Linked DNA regions of Mus musculus: all the other regions are linked to region 1. A link is a contact called in public HiChIP or PLAC-seq data. All regions are on one chromosome and are shown on one strand. Each heading gives the region's core, a stretch centred on a gene start, on an enhancer-like site or on the middle of the called end of the contact. The rest is flanking DNA. Distances are from core to core; before and after follow the strand shown. Region 1 overlaps Gm51805 (a long non-coding RNA gene). Region 2 holds the start of Pbld2 (phenazine biosynthesis-like protein domain containing 2). Region 3 holds the start of Ccar1 (cell division cycle and apoptosis regulator 1).

What was found. HiChIP or PLAC-seq counts read pairs in DNA pulled down with a chosen protein or histone mark.
Region 2: a contact with region 1 is called in an H3K27ac HiChIP or PLAC-seq map of embryonic stem cells, with 16 read pairs. The contact joins the promoter of Pbld2 here to the enhancer-like site in region 1. A contact is called at or near these places in 3 of 39 promoter capture datasets (the C10 cell line, cranial neural crest and hematopoietic stem and progenitor cells), 2 of 484 Hi-C or Micro-C datasets (embryonic stem cells and natural killer cells), 7 of 115 datasets of contacts at active chromatin or transcription factors (bone marrow-derived macrophages, embryonic stem cells, extraembryonic endoderm stem cells and 1 more) and 3 of 9 other capture datasets (adipose tissue, liver and pancreatic islet).
Region 3: a contact with region 1 is called in an H3K27ac HiChIP or PLAC-seq map of embryonic stem cells, with 10 read pairs. The contact joins the promoter of Ccar1 here to the enhancer-like site in region 1. A contact is called at or near these places in 7 of 39 promoter capture datasets (the 3T3-L1 cell line, the HPC-7 cell line, the SN4741 cell line and 4 more), 8 of 484 Hi-C or Micro-C datasets (the AML12 cell line, CD8 T cells, the HPC-5 cell line and 4 more), 3 of 115 datasets of contacts at active chromatin or transcription factors (bone marrow-derived macrophages and embryonic stem cells) and 3 of 9 other capture datasets (adipose tissue, liver and pancreatic islet).

Annotation. Positions count from the first base shown.
Region 1 is chr10:62,900,458-62,904,921 of GRCm38.p6, reverse strand. All of the region lies in intron 2 of Gm51805 (a long non-coding RNA gene), which reads right to left. Among named protein-coding and RNA genes, the nearest start is that of Gm26479, 9.2 kb to the right of the region's middle. RefSeq lists a cis regulatory region at 1-4,464. Within about 2 kb of position 1,906, at least 23 of the 459 cell types and tissues checked have an H3K27ac peak or open chromatin away from gene starts, as enhancers often do. A contact at or near this core is called in embryonic stem cells, extraembryonic endoderm stem cells and trophoblast stem cells, where this site is marked.
Region 2 is chr10:63,022,621-63,027,084 of GRCm38.p6, reverse strand. It overlaps Pbld2 (phenazine biosynthesis-like protein domain containing 2), which reads right to left and starts at 2,573. Exons shown (of 10, transcript NM_026085.2): 1 at 2,349-2,573. It overlaps Hnrnph3 (heterogeneous nuclear ribonucleoprotein H3), which reads left to right and starts at 3,236. Exons shown (of 10, transcript NM_001079824.1): 1 at 3,236-3,365.
Region 3 is chr10:62,790,302-62,794,765 of GRCm38.p6, reverse strand. It overlaps Ccar1 (cell division cycle and apoptosis regulator 1), which reads left to right and starts at 2,398. Exons shown (of 25, transcript NM_026201.3): 1 at 2,398-2,550; 2 at 3,724-3,845. The coding sequence starts at 3,773.

The DNA.
Region 1 (4,464 bases), core at 657-3,156:
AAGAGAAGAGAAGAGAAGAGAAGAGAAGAGAAAAAAAGGAAAAGATAGTGCCAGCCCTCAGTGTGAGGAGGTTTAGGGCCTTTGGACTAATGCCAGATGGCCAGGGCACTCACCTATCTCCTGCTCGCACAGGAGGTCCTGTTAAATCCACCTTGGGTGCTAGACGCCCCTCTGTGTCCACTCCCTGCCCCACTACCCCGCCCTGGGTAGCCAGGCCCATTGTGCATGGAGCTGGAGGGAGGGAGGGAAGCTTAACCAGGTGGGGGTGGGTGCAGTGCTGGATCTCGGTCAGCAAAGAATGCTTGGGCAAGACACAAACCTGGGAACAGCTTCTGAGACCTGGTTCAGTTTATTGGAGGGGAAAGGGGGTTATTTATGCTCCTGGGGAGGTGACCAGGGTTTCTGGAGCAAGTTTTGTGTAGCTGTGCACCCTTGGTCATGGCAGAGGTCGTGGAAGAGGCTTCCTCTGCATGCTCAGTGGCTGTGTGGTTTGGGTATGGGATGGCAGACAACTTCCTAAGAAGTCTGATAACTGGGATAATAAATTCCTGCCAGCATTGGGGGAGCACCCAGATTCTGAAGACAGGACAGAAAACTCAGGCTCTTCTTGCAGAAAAGATTCATGGGAGCTCAGCCGAGGTGAGTCCCTGGCCTCAAGGTGTGTAGAAAGCTGCAGTACTAGCTAGCAAGCCTGGAGGGTTCTGATGCCGGGGCTCGGCTGTAACACTAGCAGGTGAAGAACTGACTTCTGCTCATGGTAGCTTCTGCTGAGGGTGTCACTAATAAGGGCTCCCCACAATTGGAAGCCGGGATAGCAAACTCTAACCTGAACATTGGAGCTTTGTAAATCTTTGGCTTTTAAGGCCTGGAGCCATAAATCTCTCTTGTGTTCAGGATTTAGAGCTTTAAGACTCTGAGTCAGTTCTGTTCACAAGGCTTTGCCAATTCAAGGCCAAAGACAATCAAAACTAGTATTGCTATTTCTGGAGAACTAAAGGCCCAGAGCTTACTAGTAAGTAGCTAGTAGTCTACTAGTAGATCACCTAGTAGTCTAACGATCTGAGATCATCACTATGCACTAAGATCTCTCGGAATCCTACTTTCTTTCTTTCTTTCTTTCTTTCTTTCTTTCTTTCTTTCTTTCTTTCTCTCTTTCTCTCTTTCTCTCTTTCTCTCTTTCTCTCTTTCTCTCTTTCTCTCTTTCTCTCTTTCTCTCTTTCTTTCTTTCTTTCTTTCTTTCTTTTTTTATTTTGGTTTTTCGAGACAGGGTTTCTCTGTATAACCCTGGCTGTCCTGGAACTCACTTTGTAGATCAGGCTGGCCTCAAACTCAGAAATCCGCCTGCCTCTGCCTCCCGAGTGCTGGGATTAAAGGCGTGTGCCACCACGCCCGGCTTCGGAACCCTACTTTCGTGTTGGCCAATATTTCTATGGTTACTTAAGGTCTGCCTCTCTCACTGGAGTATAGGAGAGCAGAGACCACATTCTTACTGACCATGATAGTCTGTATGCTTACTGCCCGTACACTAGATCTGCTGGTCTCTGGAGTGTAACTGACTGATGAGCCACATATCCATTCTGTGCAAGGCCCTGGGTTTGATTTCTAGCAAAATAAATAAATGAGTAAATAAATTAATGAAACGAGGGGCTGAAGAGTTGGCTCTTGGGACTTGCTGTAGAAGGTTGCAGTACTCCCTGAATAGACAGCTCTCTTGATCTCTGGGCAAGAGGAAGGACCCCTTTTCCTTAGGGGGACTTGCCCTTCTCTTCCTGATCTAGGGAGCCTGACCCACCCCCCCATCCTTTACCTGCAAGATGTCCTAGAGCCTTGGTGAGATTACACCACTTCCTTCCTCCCAATGAGAACCTGTCCAGCCAGCCCCTGGAATTCCTGAAATGCCTCTCCATGCAAATGAGGCATTCCTCCTACCCAAAACTCCAGCCAAGGACACATACCTACCCTAGAGATCCCTACCCCTGTCCCCAAAACTATATAGGCCTTGATTCACCCTGAATAAGGTCCACCTGCTTCTAGTAAGCTGATCCCACAAGTCTGTCGTTTCCATTGTCCTCACTGGCTATCTGAATTCTTACCTTCAACTCTGCTGTTTGTCCTAGTGGTCAGTGGCCATCAGCCTCTGGGGGATGTGGGGTGGGGGAGGAGAGGACCACATTGGCTCAGCAGTTAAGAGCACTGCCTGCTCTTTTAGAGGACCTGGGTTTGGTCCTCAAACAACACCCAAACAGCAGCTCACAACTAGATATAACTCCAATTCTAGAGAATCTAACTCTTTTTGTTTGTTTGGTTTTTTTTTTTTTTTTCTTTTCGAGACAGGGTTTCTCTGTGTAGCCCTGGCTGTCCTGGAATTCACTCTGTAGACCAGGCTGGCCTCCAACTCAGAAATCTGCCTGCCTCTGCCTCCCAAGTGCTGGGATTCATTCATGAATTTTATGTATCTGAGTGCTCTGTCATGGCTGGGAGCCACCACGTGGTTGCTAAGGAGCTTTGGGAGAGCACTCAATTGCTCTTAGCCACTGAGCCATCTCTCCAACTTGGCAACCAGTGCTCTCAACTGGGGCACAATCTTCACAGTCCCTTGCCCCCCTTCCTCTTTTTTGAGACACATCTCCCTATTACGTCCCTAGCTGTTCTGGAACTCCATCATCTATAGACATGCTCTGTGACTGAAGCTCTGAGATTTCTGAGCAAACTCCAAGTAAACGAGACAAGATGCTTGTGACTTCTGTTCCCCCATAACCCAGGTTTTTCTTAGAATGCGCTCTCCCGCCTCTCTCTGGTGTAGTAAGCAGGAGTGGTTCAAGTGTCCACACAAATCGGGGACCTGAAGCTGGCGCCAAGATGAGGAGTGAGGATCCCACAGGAGCGGGTAAGTGAGCCTAACCGGCAGAAGCCAGGGGAGGATTGGCCTCAGGTCCAGCTCCTGCATCTTTTAAAGAAAGGAGAAGCATGAGGCAGTGGTGGCGAGTGCCTTTGATCCCAGCACAGAGTTCTTGGGACTTGCTCCTTATAAACCAGGTTGGCCTCAAACTCAGATCCTCCCACCTCTGTCTCCCCAGGCCTGGAATTAAAGGGGTGTGTGTGTGTGTGTGTGTGTGTGTGTGTGTGTGTGTGAGAGAGAGAGAGAGAGAGAGAGAGAGAGAGAGAGAGAGAGAGAGAGACCATGTCCTGGACAGTTGGAGTTTACTGTTTTTTGTTTTTGTTTTCTCCCTCTCCCCCGCCCCCCCCTCCCCCCAGACAGGATTTCTCTTTGTAGTCCTGGCAGTCCTAGAATTAGCTCTGTACTCCAGGATGGCTTCAGACTCACAGAGATCTGCAGAACTCTGCTTCTCTTGTGCTGAGATCAAAGGCATGAACCACCACAGCCCAGCAAAAACAGTTTGTTTTTGTTTTTCTTTCTTTCTAAAGTTATACAGAATGTGGAGACCCAGAGCAAAATCAGCTGCTTTAGAAACCTATGCTGGGGCTGGTGAGATGGCTCAGTGGGTAAGAGCACCTGACTGCTCTTCCAAAGGTCTGGAGTTCAAATCCTAGCAACTACATGGTGGCTCAAAACCATCCATAACGAGATCTGACTCCCTCTTCTGGAGTGTCTGAGAGCAGCTACAGTGTACTTACATATAATAAATAAATAAATCTTTAAAAAAAAAAAAGAAACCTATGCTGTTCAGAGATGGATTTCAGCAGAAGGTTTTAACTGATGTGGACACTTAAATAAAGAAAAAAAAATGGAGCTATTAATCAAGTGAGAGAGACAGAAACAGAGAAAGACAGACATACACACAGAGAATATTGCCCAATACATCTTGAAAGGGTGGATGAAATAGACTCCTTATTTGCAAACCTTACATAGTTAATGATAGGAAGGAGATGTCTTTTTTCTTTTTCTTTTTCTTTTTCTTTTTTTTTGGTTTTTCAAGACAGGGTTTTTCTGTGTAGCCCTGGCTGTCCTGGAACTCACTCTTTAGACCAGGCTGGCCTCGAACTCAGAAATCTGCCTGCCTCTGCCTCCCGAGTGCTGGAATTAAAGATGTGTGCCACCACTGCCCGGCGATGCTAAGCTTTTGAGTGCTACAGAACTCTATGGGTTTTCAGATTTCATTTACAGATTACTATGAAAGGATAGGAAATCACCATCAAGGAGGCAAAGAATGGAATTTTTCTCATATAAAATTATAAATGTTATAAAATTGTACAACCTGGGGCTGGAGGGATGGCTCAGTGGTTAAGAGCACTGACTGATCTTCCAGAGGTCCTGAGTTCACTTCCCAGCAACCACATGGTGGCTCACAACCATCTGTAATGGGATCTGATGTCCTCTTCTGGTGTGTCTGAAGACAGCTACAATGTACTTATATACATAAAATAAAATTAGTAAATCTAAAAAGTGGTACAGCCTTCTCAGAGCCATTCTCCAGGGAGTTACTTTCTTTTTCTGATACAGGG
Region 2 (4,464 bases), core at 1,324-3,823, 120 kb before region 1:
AAGCACCGGTACTCTCAAATATGGAGAATGACTGGGTTCCGGGCCTCCTGCTGTTAGGTACCATTTGTCTACTTAGTATCATACTAGATGAGGTCTTCTCGTTTCCATAGTTACCAGGGAAGTAATTTTAACAAACTCTCGAAAATGAAATCTTTGAAAGCCTTGTCGAGAAACAGTGGTGGCTATGTGAAGAAGGTGTTCGCTCTTTTAAAGTCATCAGATATTTAGTTCATAAGCCAAAGAAGGAATCCTTCACAAAGCCCTGTCAGAGTTGATGTTCCAAAGCCCTTAAACACAGACTAGACACAACTCCAATACAATGCTGTGGACTGTTTTGTTCTTGGCTTGTTTTCATGCAGGCAGAATGATCTGCAGTATCATTAGGGATCTATGAACACCGACGGTAGACTACTTTTTAGCTAATGTGCTCTGTCTGCCCCCAAGAGAATGCACTCTCAATTTCTTTCATTTCCCCGAAGGTCCTGCATGGAATTTTCCTACTCCCTTTATTCTGATGGAGTGACGCAGGGTGACTGAGCCTCGGATTGTTTTCCTCCAGGAGCTGTGGGCATTTCCATTTCCTTCTCCTGCTTCATCTTTTCTCTTTATACACTATAACAAAGATGGACTTCAGGGTCCCTCTGACCTCTATTCTAACAGGAGAGCACATGAAAGAGAGAGGGGGGGAGGAAGTGGGGAAAGGAGAGGGGGCAAGGAAAAAAGAGAGGGGAGGTGAAAAAAGCAGCTGGGAGCCCCGAGTTGTAACCGTCTCCATGGAAACAATTCCTTAGAGATCAATCTGGAAACAATTCTGTAGGCATCCCCGGAACAGCAGGGTCCAATCACACCAAGCTTTACAACAGGATTCAACTGGGTGAGGAAGGAGCAGGTTCTTTTTTTTTTTTTTTTTTTTTTTTTTTTTAAGGAAAATTAGTAAACTAAGAAGCTAATACAAATTACCTTTACCATGGTCAAATGCCTCTTTAAATGAAAACTTCCCTACTTGCTGTAACAAAAGGGCAAAAGGCCTGGAGTACTAATTTGAAGACCTAAATCTTCATAGTGGTAACCGGCACTCACCACAAAGAAATGACAGAGACACGCCTCCAAAGAAATGACAGAGACACGCCTCCAAAGAAATGTCAGCATTGGTTGAAAAGTCATACATTAGAGCCATCAAAACGAATTGAGGATTGTGGCCGATAACCACACAAAGTGTGTGCAAAGAATGCCAAATTCATTCATGCTGTAAGCAGACTGAATTCCAGGGGAAGAGGAAAAGGGATTACAGAATTCCACCTACCCAATCATGTTGAAAGAGTGAAAGGTAAAGGAGCCATGTAATTAAAACCCAATAGAAGAAAGGCCCTGGGAAGGTTTCATCCTAAGAGTTCAGCTTGGAGTACTGCTAATAAGCCAGTTCCCTTTAGGTTTGTTACCCCCTCCACCCCACCGCCCAGAGGCAGTGTTTCTCAGTGTAGCCCTGGCTGTCCAGGAACTCACTCTGAAGACCAGGCTGGCCTCCAACAAAGAGATCCAACTGCCTCTGCCTCCCGAGTGCTGGGATTAAAGGTGTGCACCACTACCCAGCTAAACCAGTTACTTTTTTAAAAAAGAGAACATACTTTGGGCTCTAAATCAACCCCCAGCTATTAAAAGGAGGGGGTGGGGTAACTTTAGGGGATTAAAGTAACAATAAAATAACCAAGCTTCAGCAAGTGTCTGGCCAGTAAGCCACTAACTTGTCACCACATAAAAGAGTTTAGTGTTATCAAGTGTAATTATTTTCACTCTTGTGGGACTAGGGACTGCATCTGTGAAATACCACTTTGTAAGGCTATGGAGACACAGAGGGTCAGGAGTTCAAGGACATCCTTGGCTACCCAAGAACAAAGACAAGGAACTGCTTACCATGCCATTTCAGGAAGTACTTAATAAACCTGAGCTATGACGGCTTCTAGAACATACTTTGATTTTCCTGTCTGTAAGTATAAGCACACTGCGCCCCCCCCCCCTTCTCTGAAGGATATTTTGGGCTATAAAATCAGTAGAGTACTAAAGACTTTCAAGTAGGTTTGAAGATGAATTAAAGCCGTGAAATACAAGTTTCCATACAAGAAAGTCATTGGCCTCTTGGCTCTAGTATAAACATAAATAAAAATTCATAGTAAATCAAATCCAACCTTCCACACTGCCACTACTCCACTCCACATGGACTTCCCAGTGTTTGTAGCACAAAGAAATCTTTGGATGCACACTGAAGGGTGATTCCAACCCAGCCCCATCCACGTTCACAGCCTTAGTCTGTCCAGCCCGGCCTCTTTTCGCCCTCTGCTGTCCGTACCCACCTTAATTAGCTTTGCTCTCCCAAGTCTCTCAACACCAGGGTGGCCCTCCACCTTCCCACAGCCTTTCCATGTGCAATTTGTGTTACAACTTTAAAAAAGCCATAAACGGGTCGGGAGCAATCTTGGTAGCACGACAGAACCTCCACATGCGGTTTTTTTAGGTGTCTCCTGCGAGCACAATTTTTAGGAATACCAAACTCTTACTTAGATAAAGTCTATTGCCGTGAACCACAGACCCGTCACCCGGGTTTAATGGAGAGAAAAACCGAACCTGGCAGGTAGGAAACCAATCAAGGCGCCAAGGCTGCCTACGCAGGGGAACAAAGGGGATGCCCCAGGCTAGGACGGGAATCCTGCTGGGTTTAGACGCTTTGTATCTTCGCAGGCGCAACATTCATCTTTTTTTCTGATTGCATAATGCAAATATGGTGGACCAGCAAAGCCGTCCCCGGGTTGGGGGGCGGGGTGACAGAAACCACGTGGCTCCTTCCGCGCGGGGGCCTTTGTGGGATCTATTCCCAGTGGAGCAGATAAGAAACTTAGCAAACCGCGTGACCACGGCTCCTCAGAGGCCCGTGGGGAGGGACAAACGTGAGCTCCGGGGTTCAGAGGGTTGGTCGGTCGGCGGGAGCCAACGGAGTCCGCCACAGCCCACTCGCTGCGACTCCACGCCCACCACGGTGGCAACCGGGCAGGTCCCGAGTGCGCAGGTGCGCTGCGCCCCGCCCCCTGGGAGACCACGCTGTCACTCAAGTATCGCGAGAGCAGCGCGGCAGAGAGGGGGTGGGCCTGGGCAGTCGGCCCTGCCCCCTCCCTCTCTCTCGCCCCCCTCCCATCCCCCCTCGGCAGTCGCTCGGCTGCGCAGCTCCTAGAGCGGTTGGCGCGGCGGGAGACGGTTGAGGGGAGCGAGGGAGCCGAACCGTTGTGGCGAGCGCTCAGCAGCGGGCGAGCCAGGCGTCCCTGCCCGCGACCAGACCCGCGCGAGCGTCGGTGTAGGCGTTGCTTACGCCCCACAGGGTATCTGAAGTAGAAGGGGGGGTAGGTTGGGCCGGCGGTGCCGACAGCGGAGTCGGGAGAAGGACGAAGAGCCCGGGAGCGGGTGAGGGAACGCGGAGTGGCCGCTCGCTCGCTCTCCCCCGCCGCTCGGCTGCCGCCATCTTGGGGGCCGGTAGCGGTCGGGTCGCCTTCCCGCCTTTCCCCCGCTCGGGCTACTTTGTCGCCTCCGGCTTACGGGAAAGTGTCCGGCAGGAGAGAGTGCGGGCGGGAGATCCGAGCTCTCCGGTAGGGATGAGGGTGGGGAGCTCAGCGAGCCGGGAAAGCGGGACGCGCTCCGGGTGGAAATGGCGCTCGGCGGGCCCGGCCACCCACCGGGGCCTCCGGTGCTCTCGAAGGGACTACCTGGGGCCGGCGGGGCTGCGAGGGGCTGCTGACGCAGACTCCAGGGTTGAGACAGGGGGAGCTGGGGGCGGGGGAAGGAGAAGCCAGTGACGACGAGGGCGCTCCGATGCCAGATGCAGGACAAAGGCGGCCGCGGTCCTCCTTTGTAATTCCGCCGCTCGGTTGCGATGGCCTTGGCCGGGGGCCGGAGGCGGACTGTCCCCTATCTCCCGGGTCTCTAGGGCGAGCTGGGCAAACGGAAAATCTCCGGGAGGAGGCAAAGGACGCTTAGCCGACCTTTTAGTCCCTATTTGGAACTGCGGAGAGAGTCCGTTGCGCATCTCCAAAGAATTACCACCCACCTACCCCATGTCCCCCTCTTAGGTGTCGACCAAGACTTTTCATTTTGGAAGAGAAGTGCATGGCTTTTCTAATAGGAATAGTGCAAAGTGGGTGTGTTTCAAACAGGTCCGGGCCAGGTGAACTGCGAAGGTGCTGCGTTTAGGCAAGGGTGGAGAGTTAAGTTGTGTTTGGGGTAGTTAACTCTCCAGGAGTTGTGTTTTGTGTCGTTTTGTAATTAAGGCCGAAAGCCCAGTGCATTTCGTTTCATTTGATGGCTGAGCATGTTTAAAACTTGTATCGAACTGTGGTGTTTTGAAGCCGAAATAGGTCTCTTAAAGTGGAAGCCGAATCGCGTACCTAGTTGACGCGTTTTGGGTCCTTAAATTGGAAGCCGAAT
Region 3 (4,464 bases), core at 1,149-3,648, 110 kb after region 1:
CACAGTACTCTTTTCTTTTTTTTTACTTATTTATTTATTCATTTATTTATTTATTTATTATATGGAAGTACACTGTAGCTGTCTTCAGACACTCCAGAAGAGGGAGTCAGATCTTGTTACTACGGATGGTTGTGAGCCACCATGTGGTTGCTGGGATTTGAACTCTGGACCTTCGGAAGAGCAGTCGGGTGCTCTTACCCACTGAGCCATCTCACCAGCCCCCTCACAGTACTCTTAACTTCTGAGTGTTTGCCCTTAAATTTCATTTTTATTCATGTGTATGAATTTGTGTATATGTTTGTGTGAGCCTGTGTCACATGTGTGCAGTATCCCAGGAGGCCGGGAGAGGGCCTCAGAGTTCTGTTTAGTTGTATGGGGCTAATGTAGATGGTGGGATGAGCTCCAAGGTTTAGGAAAGAATATCAAGTGGGCCTAACTGCTGAACCATCCCTCTAGCTCTGTTTCGTGTGTTTTATTTATTTTGTTTTTGTTTTTGGTCTTTTGAGACAGGATTTTTCTGTTTCACCCTGGCCATTCTGGAACTCACTCTGTAGACCAGGCTGGCCTTGAACTTAAATATCTGCCTACCTCTGTCTCCCAAGTGCTGAGATTAAAGGCATGTACCACCACTGCTCTGCTTTGTGTGTTTTATAAACACTCTTTCACTATGTAGCCCTGGCTGTCCTGTGCCTTACAATGTAGACCAAGCTAATCTAGAAGTCATAGAGACATGTCAATCCAAAATACAGACATCAAAAACATATGCCTGGGGTTTCTTTCAGAACTTAAAAAAAAAAAAAAAGAAGTATTTATTTATTTATTTATTTATTATGAGTACACTGTAGCTGTCTTCAGACACACCAGAAGAGGGCATCAGATCCCATTACCGATGGTTGTGAGCCACCATGTGGTTGCTGGGAATTGAATTCAGGACCTCTGGAAGAGCAGTTAGTGCTCTTAACCGCTGAGCCATTTCTCCAGCCCCCAGAACTTTTTTTGATAAGGTATCTCAGATTTAAGTTTTCTCACTTTGTCCCTCTTATTGCTGGGCCACCTGGCACACGCTGTTTTGAATTTTTACAAATTACTATAGTGTGATGACTATATTCTAATAGTTTGAAGGTCAGGACAGAATTAGTAAGGACAAAGGAGTTACATTTTACCCAACTTCTGTAAGTTTTACTTAAGTGGGAGAAAGGACCCTTGTGGTTTGAAAAATATTAAAGAACGTGTACCTATGTGATCCTGTGTTCATAAAATTTAAGGGAAAAAATACAAGGAACCACAGAAAAAGCTATATATTTTATCCTATTGGGTTTGATGAGATAAGGTGTTACACAGTCCAGGCTGGCCTTGAACTCCTGATCCTCCCTTCCCCTCCCTCCCAAGTGTTAGATTACAGGTCACCACCTGATCATGCTTGGCTCAGCTAATCTTATGTGGGATTCCTAGCATAAGCTATTTCATGTTGAGAATTTGACTAGATGTCACCAGCAGGTGTAGGACAAAATTAGAAAATGACTTAATAATAGCTCTGTCTTTCATTTTTTGAGACAGGGTTTATCTGTGTTGCCCTGGCTGTGTCTGCCTCTGCCTCTTGAGCGCTGGGATTAGAGGTGTGCACTTCCCCCATCCCCCAACCTTTCCACTCCCTCTCGCCCCCCAAATCCTCCAGCTGTTTCTTTTCAGTAGGGTCTTCAAATACTAGGGGTGATGATGGCCTGCACTCAGTGTATTAAAATCCACTCAGTTGTTCGCTTTTACACATTCCAGCCTTAATCCCGAGGAGATGGCACTGCGGTTAAAAGCACTAATCTCTGTTCTCAGGACCTGGGATTGATTATCAGCACCCACGGGGTGGTTCACACCGGTCAGGAACTCTAGTTTCGGGGGATCTGTCGTCTTCTCAGCTCCAGGGGCACCAAGCCCACACCTGTGCGCATAAATCATGGAGGCAAAACCCTCTAAAAATGAAAAGAATGTAAACAAAAAAAAATTTTTTTTTTTTGTTCTTCGAGACAGGATATGTCTGTATAACCCTGACTGTTTTGGAACTCACTCTGTAGACCAGGCTGGCCTCGAACTCAGAAATCCGCCTGCCTCTGCCTCTCGAGTGCTGGGATTAAAGGCGTGCGCCACCACTGCCCGCTAACAACGAAGTTCTTACAGGCTTATTCTTCCAAACATGTTCCAAACAAGAATAGAGGGACCACAAGATGGCGGCGGCGACACCGGCCGGACCACGTGACTGCCGCTCGCTCTCCCTCTCTCTCCCAGGGAAGGACAGCGTTGGCCTCAGAGCAGGCGAGCGACAGCCAGCTCATTGTTCAGCGAAGTCAAGGTAACCCGGCTGAGGCTCGCTCTCGCTCCCCAGTGAACGCACTCGCGGGGAGCGCGCACGCCGAACTTTTTTCGCGCACGCGCCCGTTCCTCTCGGAACCGGGAGGCGGTGCGGCGTAGGCAGGGGGGTTGGAGGGGAAAGCAGTCTGCGCATGCGCCTGAGCTTGACGGGTTTGAAATGGCTTCTCGGTTAACCCGGGCCAGACTCAGGTGAAGGTCTGGTCAGTGTTTTGGTGTGGCGCGGTGGGAGGCCGCGGCGGGTTGCTTCCGTTCGTTGGCAGCCGGTCAGCGGAGGGGTAGGGAGCGAGTGATGTGGCGGTGGCGGGTGGGTGTGTGATGGCGGACGCCGCGGGGCCGGCGGGCGAGGGACGCGGTCCCTTTTGTGCGGGTCGGAGTAGGCCCCACGCGCCGCGCCCTGCCCCCAGCGCAGCGGCTCCAGGCCCCTCAGGTGCGGCCTGCGCCCCTTCGACTGGGCCGGGCCAGGCCGGAGGCCGTGCGTCCTCCGGCCCGCGCTGCCCCGCCGCTGAGACCCGGCCCCGGGCGGCGGCGGCGAGCGTTTCCAGCGCTTGGAGGTTCTCTCAGACCGGCCCGGGGACCTCGGGGACTGCGACGACCCGCGGGCCCCAGTGGCCGCGGCCTGGGGCGCTGCCTTCCATCTTTCACGGCCGGCGCGTGGGAGGAAGATGAGTGTCCTCACCCCGGGATGCCAGGCCCATCTTTTCCTTTTCTCTTGGGTTTTTGAGCCGGGGTCTTCGCAGTGGTTCTTTTGGAGCCGCGCGTCCTCCCAACTGCCTCCCCACTCCCGGAGTGGAGACTAGGGTGACAAAGGCCATAGTGACTTCCTAGCCCTTAAAGTAATGTTCGTTATTGAGATGGTATCTGCCAATACCTTTATGGGGGAGGGGGGGTCTCGACGCAGTTTCCGTTATTGATTTAACCCCACTGCAGGACCTCAGACCATCGCCCAAAGAAACACGCAGGCTGTACTTGCTGCGTCTATAAGTTCGTTTGTCCCCAGAGAGAGAGGCTCTGTATCTAGCCCTAGCTGGTTTGTAATGTCATATAAATCATGCTGGCCTGGAGTTTATAGAGATCCGCCTGACTCTGCCTCTGGAGGGATGGGTTGGGAGGGGATTAAAGGCTTTGCCACTAAGCTCGGGCAGACCTTTTTAGGAAATGACCTTGTAGTTACTGAAGGAAGTTCCTTTAAGTCAGCCCCAAGGATATCTTTTAAATAGAGTATGCACAAGTGATCTGTTGATAGGCTGGTTGTGCGTTTTATTTCAAATGTTCTGTTGCACACTTCGGTTGGTTCTTGTTTGGAACGTGTCTTTAATATATCAATGATTTCTCTAAACTAGCCTTTTCCTATATCCTTTATAGGTATCTGCTATAGAAGGGAAACAAGTGAAAGTTTTCCCCCCCTTGCATCATGGCTCAGTTTGGAGGACAGAAGAATCCACCATGGGCTACTCAGTTTACAGCCACTGCGGTCTCACAACCAGGTCAGGCAACTGAACCCTTGGACTGGAAATGATATACCCTTTAGTTTTTAAGATACTTTTGAAAATTAACTCAGGAACAAAAACAAAACCCCACTTATCCAGCAATTTGAACACTTTTTTTTTTTTTTTTTTTTTTGGTTTTTCAAGACAGGGTTTCTCTGTGTAGCCCTGGCTGCCCTGGAACTCACTTTGTAGACCAGGTTGGCCTCGAACTCAGAAATCCTCCTGCCTCTGCCTCCCAAGTGCTGGGATTAAAGGGGTGTGCCACCACGCCCGGCTCTTTGTTTTTGTTTTGTTATTTGTGTCTAATTTTTTTTTAGTTTACTAAGGGGTTTTGCCATTTAAGTCTTCCACTACACTTTACCATTTGTGTTTGGCCTTTGATATACAGTCTTTATTAGCAGCAGTCCTTTGGCATGAGCAACCACACCCAGCTTATAGTTTTCAAATGCCTTAAGTTTATCTTTTTTCCTCTGGGTTTTTGGGTTTCAGTTAGGTTTGTCTGTGTAGCCAGTAGTCTTGGCTGTCATGGAACTCACTATTTTGACCAGGCTGGCCTTGAACTCAGATCTGCTTGCCTCTGCCTCCCAAATGCTGGGACTAAAGGTGTGTGCCACCA